Linked DNA regions of Rattus norvegicus: region 1 is linked to region 2. The links are chromatin contacts, called in public Hi-C maps. All regions are on one chromosome and are shown on one strand. The core of a region is the stretch at or near the end of the contact, and the rest is flanking DNA. Distances in the headings are between cores, read along the strand shown. Region 1 has its middle 170 kb from the start of Trib1. Region 2 overlaps LOC120093663 (a long non-coding RNA gene).

Region 1 (5,357 bases), core at 1,658-4,157, 54 kb after region 2:
CACCTGAAGCCAGGACGGGGCACTGAATGTGCTTTGTATGGTCAATGCCATTTTATTAATAGTTTATTATTTACTTATTTGTTTTAAATAAAATACAATTACGTCACTTTCCCCCAATCTTTTTTTTCCCTCCAGCCCTTCCCAAGTCCCCTCCCTCCAACTTCTCCTATGTCACCCCTCATGTTAATAACCCTTTTCTGTAGTCCTATACGCTTTCACTGGAGGAAGGAGTCACACATCCCTTTGGTTTTCAGGAGCTCTGTTTTGAGGTATCTGTTTCAGTTGCTTTTCTCCTTGTGGGGACCAAATATCCTCAAAGGAGTAACTTAAGGGAGGAAGGCCTACAGTTTGAACATAGGCCTACAGACTATCATGGCGGGCAGGAAATGTATGGTAGCAGGATCGTGAGTGGGCACAAGACTATCATACCTCAAGGCCCACCCCCAGTGACCCACTTACCCAGGGAGGCACCACCTCTAAGGCTCTGTGTCTTAGTAGAACAGCGCCACCATCTGGAGATCAAGTGTTCAAACAGGTGAGCCAATAAGGGACATTTCACATTCAAATCTCAACAGTGGCCTTCGTGAACTGCCAACTTGCATTGTCTAGGGCAGTGGCTCTTAACCTTCCTAATGCTGTGACCCTTTAATACAGTTCTTCATGTAGTGGTGACCTTCACTATAAAATTATTTTTGTTGTTACTTCTTAACTCTAACTGTAGTATTGCTACTGTTAAGAGTCATAATGTAAATATCTGATATGTACTTCTTGTCATTCAACCCCCAAAGGGGTCACTGCCCCCTGAGAATTGCTGCTCTAGGTTATTACAGTTGGACTGTGGGCTCTTCTGCTTCTGGCTACACAGGACTGAGAAGTGCCTGTCTCAGCTCCTTCACACTTAAAATGGGCACAAGGAGAGAAACACTACTAATCCAGTAAAATTATAGAAGGTTCTTAAGCTGCTAGAAGGAGGATGTATGCTAATGTACCCCAAGAAGGGCAGGGGCCTCTTCATAGAGCAGGGTCTGTGATCTCATGGCTGCTATGCACTGACTTGATTAGTGCTGAGCTGCTGACAGCCTCCAGGAGCAGAGGGTATTGAAGGGAGAGGCAGACCCAAGGTATGTGTTGCCCAGGCAACACCAATAAGAAGGTAGATTCGACAGGAAAGTGACGGGCACCTAAACTGACCCCAGTGGAGGGTCATTGGTATGAAGGGGTTGTTAGTGTTAATTGTCAACTTGACCGAGGCTAGAATCATCTGAGAGGTGGAAGCTGGGCATGCTTGTGAGGGAGCATCCTAGGTGAACTCATGTGGGGGAACCCATTGTAACCACGGCTGAGGATGTTGTATGTAAGAATTTGCATGCGCATTCGTATGCATATATACATTTGGCTGGGATCCTGTAAATAATGAGTAGAAAAAGGAAGCTAAGGCCCAGAATGCATTCTCTCTGTGTCCTGACTGTGGCTCTGCTGTGGTCAGCTGCCTCAGGTTCCCGGTGCCTTGAATTCCCCATCACGATAGACGCCTTTACTATGAGCTGAAACAAACCCTCTGTCCTGTGAGTTGCTTTTTGTAGGGATTTTTCTTTTAAATCACAGCAACAGGCAAAGAAATTGGAACAGAGGAACACCACACACACACACACACACACACACACACACACACACACACACACACACTTTACATCTGGTTTACCCATTCAGAACTAAGATTCATGTAGCTTGCATTGCCTTAGGGCAAGGGTCTTGGAACAAAAGTGGACTTGGTCAATGGTGTGAATTCTATTAGGGCTTTGCTTTATCCGTTCAGTCAGCGTGTATTATTCAACTAAAAAACCATGCCAAGCTCTATTTTCTTTAGAGAACCCAGTTTGCTTCCACAATCATCAGCACTGAGAGCCTAGTTCCCCTCTGCAACTCTGTGTTTACAGAGATGGGAAGTTGAGACCCGAGAGGGAAGAGTCTTGGCTAGGTCTGGGGAGTATAGGATTTAAACGGGCTAGTTGGGCACACCAGTTTTCAAGGGTTTGTGAGCAGGCATGATGGTGTGTGTGTGTGTGTGTGTGTGTGTGTGTGTGTGTGTGTGTGTTGGGGGCCGTTGGTATGTCTGTAGACTGAAGGCTGGAGGTCAAGTCTGTGGTTTTTTTTTTTCTTTCTATTAATTAGTAAGCTATATGCTGATGGTGCAGAGAAACAAACTGCTCTCCATGCCTTAAGGGCCTCATAGGATCCATGTAGGCAAAGCATTTGTTAGATGCTAAGTCTGGCAGAGGAATGTGCAAGGTGCCTTGAGACCTAAGCCTCGTGGCTAGACCCAAGTGGATTTCAATTACAGCCCTGTCACTCACTGTGTGACCTTGACTTACTTAGCCTCTTTGAGCCTTGGTTTTCCCGTCTAGGAAGGAGAGTGAAGAAAGCTATCTACTGGCCCTGATGGCTAAAGAGTAAATGAGATGTCATCCGTATAGTGTGTGGCTCAGCAAATGGAGGCAGTGGTCCTGTCAGCATCAGGGGCTGGCTGGGCAAAGCCTTCAGCATCTCTAAGCGTCTGGGAGCCTGAGATGCTCTCACTTCACACTGAGGCAGAGAAGGGCACTGTGCTGGGTGAAACTGTGGTTGTTGAGCAAATGTAGGTATCGCTCTCAGGATGGTTAGCCAATCCTAATGAGGGTGGGGCAGACACAGAGACAGCGAGGTCTGTCAAAGTCCAGTGAGTCACCGTGGGTCCAGGCCAAGCTAGTTCCCCCCCCCCCCATCTCTTGTCCCTTTCACCCACTGCCCTTCTGTCTTCCACACTGCTCTGCCTCTTCTGCAGCCCCACTGCCTTCTGGACACACTGCAGAGCTGGAGCTCTGGGCCTGGGTTCCAGCTCTTTGTCTGCCAGCAAAGTCCTTGAGCAGGGAGTGGGCCTTACCCTGGGCCTGAGAAAGAAGTCAGGCTTGCTTGGAATGCAGTTGCAAAAGAGGTTACAAGAGAAGGCTGAAATCAAGTGATGTCGAGAGGTTTTGTTATTTTTGAAAAAATGACTCATTCTGAGAAACCCTAGCTGCCTCCCAGAGTATTCACCTAGGTGCCTGTGAGTGTAACTCTGCTCATTGCAGGGAGAGAGACACTGCTCTTGCTGTTGCTGCAGACACAGGGAGGAGGGTTGGAGGAGGCTGGGAGGAGGGCGGGAGGAGGGCCAGGTTAATAGGAGGAAAGCTGGAAGGTGGCTGTGTCACTCTGGGTGGGGGTGTGTTTTATTCTTGAGTCTTTTCCTCTAAATCGGTCTGTTTAAGACACCACACCCATCTGTTTGGAAGCTATAGGTTCTTTGACTTGAACTGAATTTCTAGATGGTGTGTGTATGTGTGTGTGTGTGTGTGTGTGTGTGTGTGTGTGTGTCTGTGTCTGTGTGTCTGTGTCTGCATGTGTGTCTGTGTATATGTCTGCATGTGTTCTCTGTGTGTCTGTGTGTTTGTATGTATGTGTCTGTGTCTGTGTATGTGTCAGCATGTGTGTCTCTGTGTGTTGTATGTATGTGTGGTATGTGGTGTGTGTGTGTGTGTCTGTGTATGTGTCTGCATGTGTTCTCTGTGTGTGTCTGTATGTGTATGTGTCTGCACGTATGTCTCTGTGTGTTGTACGTATGTGTGTTGTATGTTGTGTGTATGTGTGTGTGTGTGTGTGTGTGTGTGTGTGTGTGTGTGAGTGTGTGTATGTGTATTCCCACTTCATACGCAAAGGAAATGGATTCACAGAAAGCTTAAGCTATTTCCTCAAGATGGGGTGGGGAAAAGAAGGGGAAGAAAGAAGAGACAGAGACAGGAGAAGGTGCCAGAGGACAGAAGGGAGAGGAGAGAAGAGGGGAGGGCTCTGAGTAAGAGGCTCAGTCTTGAGATACACCAGGGCTGAGTTCCACCCTGCACCTGTGAGTGTCCTCATTGTCATGGAATGTTAAGGAGCATAGTGTTAGGTGGTGGCTGGGCTTCCGTTCCGCAGCTAGCCTTAGCTATCTGGGTGACCTTGAGGACACATGTTCTGTTGCCACACCTGAATGTCCTATCTGTAAAAGTGTGGTGAGGTGTACATAATTGGCACAGAGCTTTGAAAACATGGTAGGCATTATTAGAATATACTGGAAAACTTGTTCTGGTGCAGAGTATTGTCGCCTGCCTCAAGTTCAGATTCACAGTTGCAGGAAGGTGTCTGGGAGCCTGCATTTCTGACCATTCTAACCTGTCCAAGACCCTCAGTTTGAGGAACCTGGACTGGGGTGATCTCTAACATTCAGTGATTCTGTGTTTAAAGGGTTTCTAGACTCCGAGTTCTTTGCTGGATGCTCAGAACACAGACAGATGCATCAGATGAAGCGCCCATCTTCTGCGCCTAGCAGTGAGGGTATGGAAATAGTCAGAAGCTGAGGCAGCCTGCATGGACTTCAGGGAGCAGGCACTGGGGGAGCCTTTGAGCCTCAGCTGTCTCTGATTTGCAGGCTGCTGGAAGGATGACTTTTGGTTAGAGGGCAATCATGAGGTGCTTTAGACATGGCCCTCAGGAAGAGCTTCACTCTTTGCCTGGGCGCTGGCTTCAGTGCTGCTAAGAGAGAACTCTAGCTCTGCCCTATGGAGTCATCAAGGCCAATTCAGTTGGGTCCTAGAACACCGGAGCGTGTGGTTCCTGATGGCCTGCATCCTGGGACCACAGACATGCATTTAATATAGCTTATACCTATACAATCATATAGATTATTGTATATGCACATACACACAATTTTTATCATGCAGAGTCTATATTTTCAAAGTCTCCCGTGTGCTAATGTTTGCATGCGGTCCCCAGGAAGGTTCTTAAAGAACTTTCTTAGCCATTCGTGGTTGTGGTGTGAAATTTGGACTAGCTTAACACCTATGCTCCTGAGGATGTAGACCAAACCAACGTCCATGCTTCTCACTTTAGTTCATACTGTAAAATGTTCTGTGAGACATTTAGTTCCATGGTTTGGCCATTTTTGTGCTTTCTTTTGGGGGTGAGGTGCTCCCCATAAATGTTGTCTGATGTTCCTAATTAAGAGGGGGCTTCTATTCACTTGAACAGTGAATGTGCCGCTTAGATAAACTTCCTACAGCCTGAGATAGTGCTGTTGCCTGTGAAATTGGTGTGCATGTATCGAGTTTATTAAATAAGATACTGTTCATAAAAACACGTCAAATAAGGATGTGTTTGGATGGTTGATGAAATGTTATGGCCAGAGGCTATGAAAAGCCTAACTCTCTGTTTCCCCTTGGAGCATGGTTTAATAATTAAAATATTCATGGCAGTTCAATGGAACATAACTACTACAAGGAATAATTGACTGCACTTGTATTTTTGAC
Region 2 (5,622 bases), core at 1,577-4,076:
ATGTATATAATACACTATATCACATATAGTAATTTTAAACTATTTTAAAGAATGGGGGGATATGAGGGAAGCGCCATGGGGTGGTAGGCTGGGCAGCCCAGGCCTGTTGCAACACCATCAGTTGTTGACTTGTGCCAGTACACTCACAGTTTTCTTTGGAGATGAAAAATCAGATTAATGTCATGAATCACACAGAACTGTGTGCACACCATCATTTGGAACTGATTCCAATGACTGCAGTATGGTTGTACTTAGTGACTGCATCCTATGTGGCGGGGCTGCACAAGTGTCACTTGTGCTTTCTCACTGAGTCCTGGCTACTACAGCTCTCCTGGATGGACACCGTCCTCCCTTCATCTAAGCCTTGGAGAGTGTGTGGAACTTGGCCAAGGCCATAGAGTTTGCATGTGCAGGGTTTACATGGGTCTTGTAGTGCTGAGAGGACAGACTTTGTAGAGCCCAGGCCAGCTCTCTACCACATGACTATATCTTTGGTCCTGAAGAGCTGACTTAAAAGGCACCAGTCACACCTAGGGTGAGCCAGTCTCTTGGTGAGAAAGGGCCAGGGAAAAGGGAGGAAGCCTGAGAATAGCTTCTGGCATTTGGGTAAGCTGATGCTTTCTTTTTCTTAAAATTAAATTAGATTATTTGTATGCACATGCATGCGCATGTGCCTGTGTGTGTTGAGGGCTGTGTATGTCACAACATGTATGTGGAGAGTGGAGGAAAACTTGGTGGAGATAGTTTACTACTATCTGTCTTTACAAGGACTCCCAGGTTTGAACTCAGGTCACCAGGTTTGTGTGGCAAACGCCTTTAACTGCTGAACCATGTTGCCAGCCCAAGCTGACAACTTGTGAGGTTGATTTAGAAAGCTGGATAATTTAAGACTTATCATAAGGTGCTTAGGGTGCAATACATTGGGAGACACTGGCAAAGCAACACAAAATCTGTTGGAGATTGGTTCTAATGCTTTGATTCAGTTGGGAATCTGTGTGTCCAAATGCTAAAGGTCCTTGTCCCCAGTTGGTTTTCGATAGATCAATGAAGGTGCCAGTGGCCAACATCTCCAAGGGGAGGCAGAACAGGACCCTTAGACTTACATGGGCTAGAACACGGAGTGGAGGAGACGGAGGATCACCATGATGCTGTGGGAGAAGGAAGACATTTAGAGCTGCAGAGGGAGGATCATCTGAAATGTAGGAGGAAAGGGAAAGTGGCTCCCCAGAAGGGTTGCCCAGAAGACCAATGGGCTTCACAGAAGGTAACAGGGCAATAAAGCTATAGGTAGATTTAGAAGGTGGTAAGCCATGAGTACTGATGGGAAATGTATGCTAACTGCGGGAGGATTAGAGCTGCCCAGGCTTTAAGTTAGATGGCATATTAAAAACGAGCCAGTGTGTGTGTGTGTGTGTGTGTGTGTGTGTGTGTGTGTGTGTCTTCCATTCATGAATCTGAAGAGTTCTTGGGTGGGTGGCTGAAAGCACATGACCCTCATGGAGCCAAAAATGGCGTAGCTAAAAATTCACCACTACAGAACCCACTGTCTACTTGGGAAACACATACTTATGAATTATTCTACTTGGTCCATGGTCAATATTGTCCAGCTGCACCAGACACTCTGAGGGACATCGGAGACACAGAGATGAATCAAACCTAGGGTGCTGAGTGTGAGACTGGGGTTTGGAGACTTGGCGTGCTGGCTCCATATGCTGTCTGCATGACTCAAGTACATTGCCTACTGAGTCCCAGGTTCCTCAGACTTTTCACCTGTAAAATGGGTCTTATAATATCAGCACTGTCCTCAGGAGCTGGTGGTGACAATATATGAGGGAAGCCTCTTGGTAAGTGAGCTAATTTGAGATTTTTAGAGCACTGCCTGTCATATAAAGTATGCTATGTAAGGTATTTCCTCAAGGAATTAAGTCTGTTGGCAGAAAAATCTCTCTCTCTCTCTCTCTCTCTCTCTCTCTCTCTCTCTCTCTCTCTCTCTCTCTCCAACCCTTCCTTTAAACAACTGAATAGTTGATCAGATCTATCATGTTCTTCATTTTGTGTTGGGTGCAGACTCTTTCCTTCTCGCCTCCCATCCTGGGATGGTGCTCCAGGGTCTGCGATATCCCAGCAGGTCTCTGTCATGAGAAAAAAACCACAGACTCAACGCATGTTATGGTTCTTCTCTGTTTTACACTACTGATCACAAGATGGGGTGAGCAAATGTGCAGGTGGGAGAGGCTGAGAGTGCAAGGTGCTTGGATAGTGTACAGCAAAATGCCACCCACTGGCCTGGGAGGGGAGGGGGCGAGTGGAGGGAGGAATAGTTTCCATTTTTGTCAGGGACCTCACTGTCCTGTGGAGCAGATGCAGCTGTCAGCCTCTGGCAGTGAGGATGGCAAGACAGAGCAGAGCAGAGCCCATATTTGGCCAGGGAAGAGGTTCACTTCTCTCCACACCCTCTGACTCACCCTCCCGGCCCGCCAGCCTGGGGCTGAGCTCACAGCCCTCTGACTCAGGCACTGTGGGGTACCCTCTTCAGAGAGGGAGGCTGCCTTAGCACCAAGCTGCAGCCTCTGGTGGGACTCTTTTTCTTTGTTAGTTCCTTCCCTTCGGGGGCTGAGCCTGATGCTGTCTTTGCTGCTGCCACCTGCCCTCATAAAATAAAAGCCCTTTCCACAGAGAATGGCCACTCTGAAGAGACCCCTGCATCCAGAAATGGGTCCTGCAAGGGCTGACTTGGTTTCAGGATATCACCCTTGCGAGTAAGCAGTAGGCGTCACTTGGGTAGAAGGAAGAGTTCCCTCTGATGGCAGAAGGGAAGTGGTGGGAATAAAGGGGTGGAGAGTTAGGTGCTCTTGATTCATTGGGGCCTCACCCTTCTCTAGGCTTCCCAGCTACATGTGTGAGCCAATCTCAAAGGAGATAGCAACTGTATAGGGAACTTTTCAGACTGGACGAGCGCAGGCTAGGAGGAGCCATGTTCAGTCCCTTATGGCTTTCTGTGTGGTCCCTGGAGAGTGAGCACTGCTTCCCCTTGGAACTGGTGGGAAATGTGGACTCTCAGCCCTGGCCCAGCCAGCTGACTGTTCTGACTCTTCTCCCGATGACTGGCAGGCATGCTGAACTTTGGTCAGCCCTGACTACTTGGCCATCTGGTGAATTTCACACCCCAGACCTACTTCCAGAGTTTGTCACTTTACTGGGCTCAGGTGTGTCCTGGGCACCTTCAGAGCTGCCTGGGTGACTCAAGGGTGCAGAAAAAAAGTTTCCACCATGCTCTAGTGAATCAGGGTGATGCTGATAAGCCAGGTCACATACTCCAGTGCACTTAACATCTGGTCAGGCACAGAAAGGAGCCAGCTAGGCTAGGCTTAGCACATGCAGACACATGTGAACTGCAGAGGACGGAGGGTGACTGTTATCAGGATGACACAGCCCAGTGGCTACAGGCTACTTACTGACCTGAAACCAATTGGATTACTGGCACACCTGAATGCCCATGAAACCAGGGGACCATATCTCCTGGAGTTTTAAGAAATGCCAAGAAATAGGGTCTGGGGAGATGGGTCAGTAGGTCTCTTGATGCATAAGTGAGAAGACAGAATCCATTAGAAGCCAGGTGGGCATGGTGCTCCGTCCTTAATCTCAGCATGTGGGAGATAAGAGATGTGATCCTCAGGGCAAGGGGGCTTGCTAGACCAGCCTAAAACAGTGAGCACTAGGTCTAGTGAGAACCCTTACCTCAGTGTAGAAGATGAAGAGTGTTAGAAAAAAGTCGGCATCAATCTTGGCAGTGCACACTCACCTGCACACATGTGAATCTACATATGCTCGAATGCACACAACACACCCACACTCAAAAGAGACAAAAACAAATGCCAAAAGGAGAGCTCTTTGTGAAATGTCTCCTGATTTAACTGTGATCTCATGTACAAGACTTGCATAGGTCGAAGCCAGACAGGGTTCCAGAACACAGAGTCCCACCCCTAAAGAAGTTCTTTGCAATTAATACCCAGGAACAAAAGGAGTGTTGCTGGGTATGCCAATCATGCTCTAGGGCAGCCCCCATGCCTAGGAGTAGTTGGACAATGCAAAGCAAACTCCATTTTATTTGAAAGTATACCGTGCTCCAAAGTAGTCTAAATGTGGCCTGGGGTCTACTGATACACACCATCTCTAACCCAACTCTCGTGATCACCGGCTCCAGTTTTCTGAAACTCTCCTGTCTGTGTCATGGAAGGCCCTCATCTTATTCAAACAAGGATGGAGGTCTCAGTGGAGTGGCCCCGGTAAAGTGTCACTTCCTGGCTTGCCAGCATCTACCACACCCATGAAACTTGGGTTGATACCTATTTGCTTGTGGTGGTGGTCATCTGACCTAGTCGTTACGGACCTTGCTTTATTAATAAGATGGAGACAATTAATCATAGGCTTGTGGTAAGGCTTTTAAATGGGCCGTGCACATGAAACAGTCCCGAACAGTATTAGCTGCACTCGCAGTCACCAAATGCTACGTGAATGCTACCTGGTATCCTTCAGTTTTTGCACCAGAGGATTGAGTAAGGAAAGCACCACTGATCAGTGTGAGTTCCTCAAATGCCTTGGCTCTAGGTCTGTCAGAGAAAGTGCAACACAGAGCAGAGGACCAGAGAGCTGGGTGCTGAACACAGGGACTTAGAACTGTGGTCAGTTAACGTCTCTATGGCTCATGACCTCAGTTGTGAGCTGTGTTAACCACAATCACCTACGAGGATGCTGTGGGACCAATGAGGGGATGTGTGTGACTGGGAGATCCTTTTAGGAGATGCCTTTCAGGTAGGAGGATGTTCTGCTTTCAATCTGAAGCGCTCCCTGACTGGGGTGTGTTTTCAGTACTTGGTGCCGAGCTGGCGATGGTGTTTCAGTAGGTTCTGGAAACTTTGCCTGGTAGTAGCTAGGTGGCGGGAGGTCATTTCCTGTTGCTCTCTCTGCCTCTTGCCTGCTGTGACATTATCAGGCTTCACATAACTCCTGCTGTCATGATGCTCTGCCACAGTGCATGGGGCCAAGTGATTCCAGGCAGAGAGTCCCCTGAAACCAGGAGCTGGAATTAATCATGCTTTCTTGTCTCTGTCAGAATTCTGGTGCGCAGCCACATAAACGTAACAAATACAGGAACTGCTCCTGCCTTATGCTTCATGAATACCTCCAAGGAAAGGCCTGTGGAAAAATGGAAGCAATAGCTGTGTTGTAAAGATACATAAATGTTGAATAAAACTTAATTGGTCACTACGAGATGTTTTATGACCTCAAAAAGGAATGTTGTTGTGACCTCACAATGGCATTATGCCTTAGTGAGTTTTAGGTGGGTGTCTTGTGGTCAGAAGTTCAAAACTCTTTATAAAATTGCTGTAAGAAGAGTCTGCTGTCCTCAGCCATGGCATGATTTTTACATACATTTCACTTATGAAACGACCCTTTGGCCAGGAAGTGGTGACACTTACCTTTAATCCCAGCACCTGGGAGGCAGAGGCAAGTGGATCTCTGAGTTTGAGGCCAGCCTGGTCTATAGAGTTGAATGTGAGGACAGCCAGGGCTGCATAGAAAAACTCTGTCTTGAAAACCCAAAACAAAACAATAGAAGAG

Evidence for each region. Hi-C and Micro-C count contacts between places; a contact is called where the count stands out from the background.
Region 1: a contact with region 2 is called in a Hi-C map of Schwann cells, with 3 times the contacts expected there. The contact joins two enhancer-like sites. A contact is called at or near these places in 2 of 12 Hi-C or Micro-C datasets (Schwann cells and kidney).

Annotation. Positions count from the first base shown.
Region 1 is chr7:93,265,049-93,270,405 of GRCr8, forward strand. No RefSeq gene overlaps it. Among named protein-coding and RNA genes, the nearest start is that of Trib1, 170 kb to the left of the region's middle. Within about 2 kb of position 2,908, at least 22 of the 93 cell types and tissues checked have an H3K27ac peak or open chromatin away from gene starts, as enhancers often do. A contact at or near this core is called in Schwann cells, where this site is marked.
Region 2 is chr7:93,210,740-93,216,361 of GRCr8, forward strand. The region is part of intron 2 of LOC120093663 (a long non-coding RNA gene); the gene reads left to right. Among named protein-coding and RNA genes, the nearest start is that of Trib1, 120 kb to the left of the region's middle. Within about 2 kb of position 2,827, at least 27 of the 93 cell types and tissues checked have an H3K27ac peak or open chromatin away from gene starts, as enhancers often do. A contact at or near this core is called in Schwann cells, where this site is marked.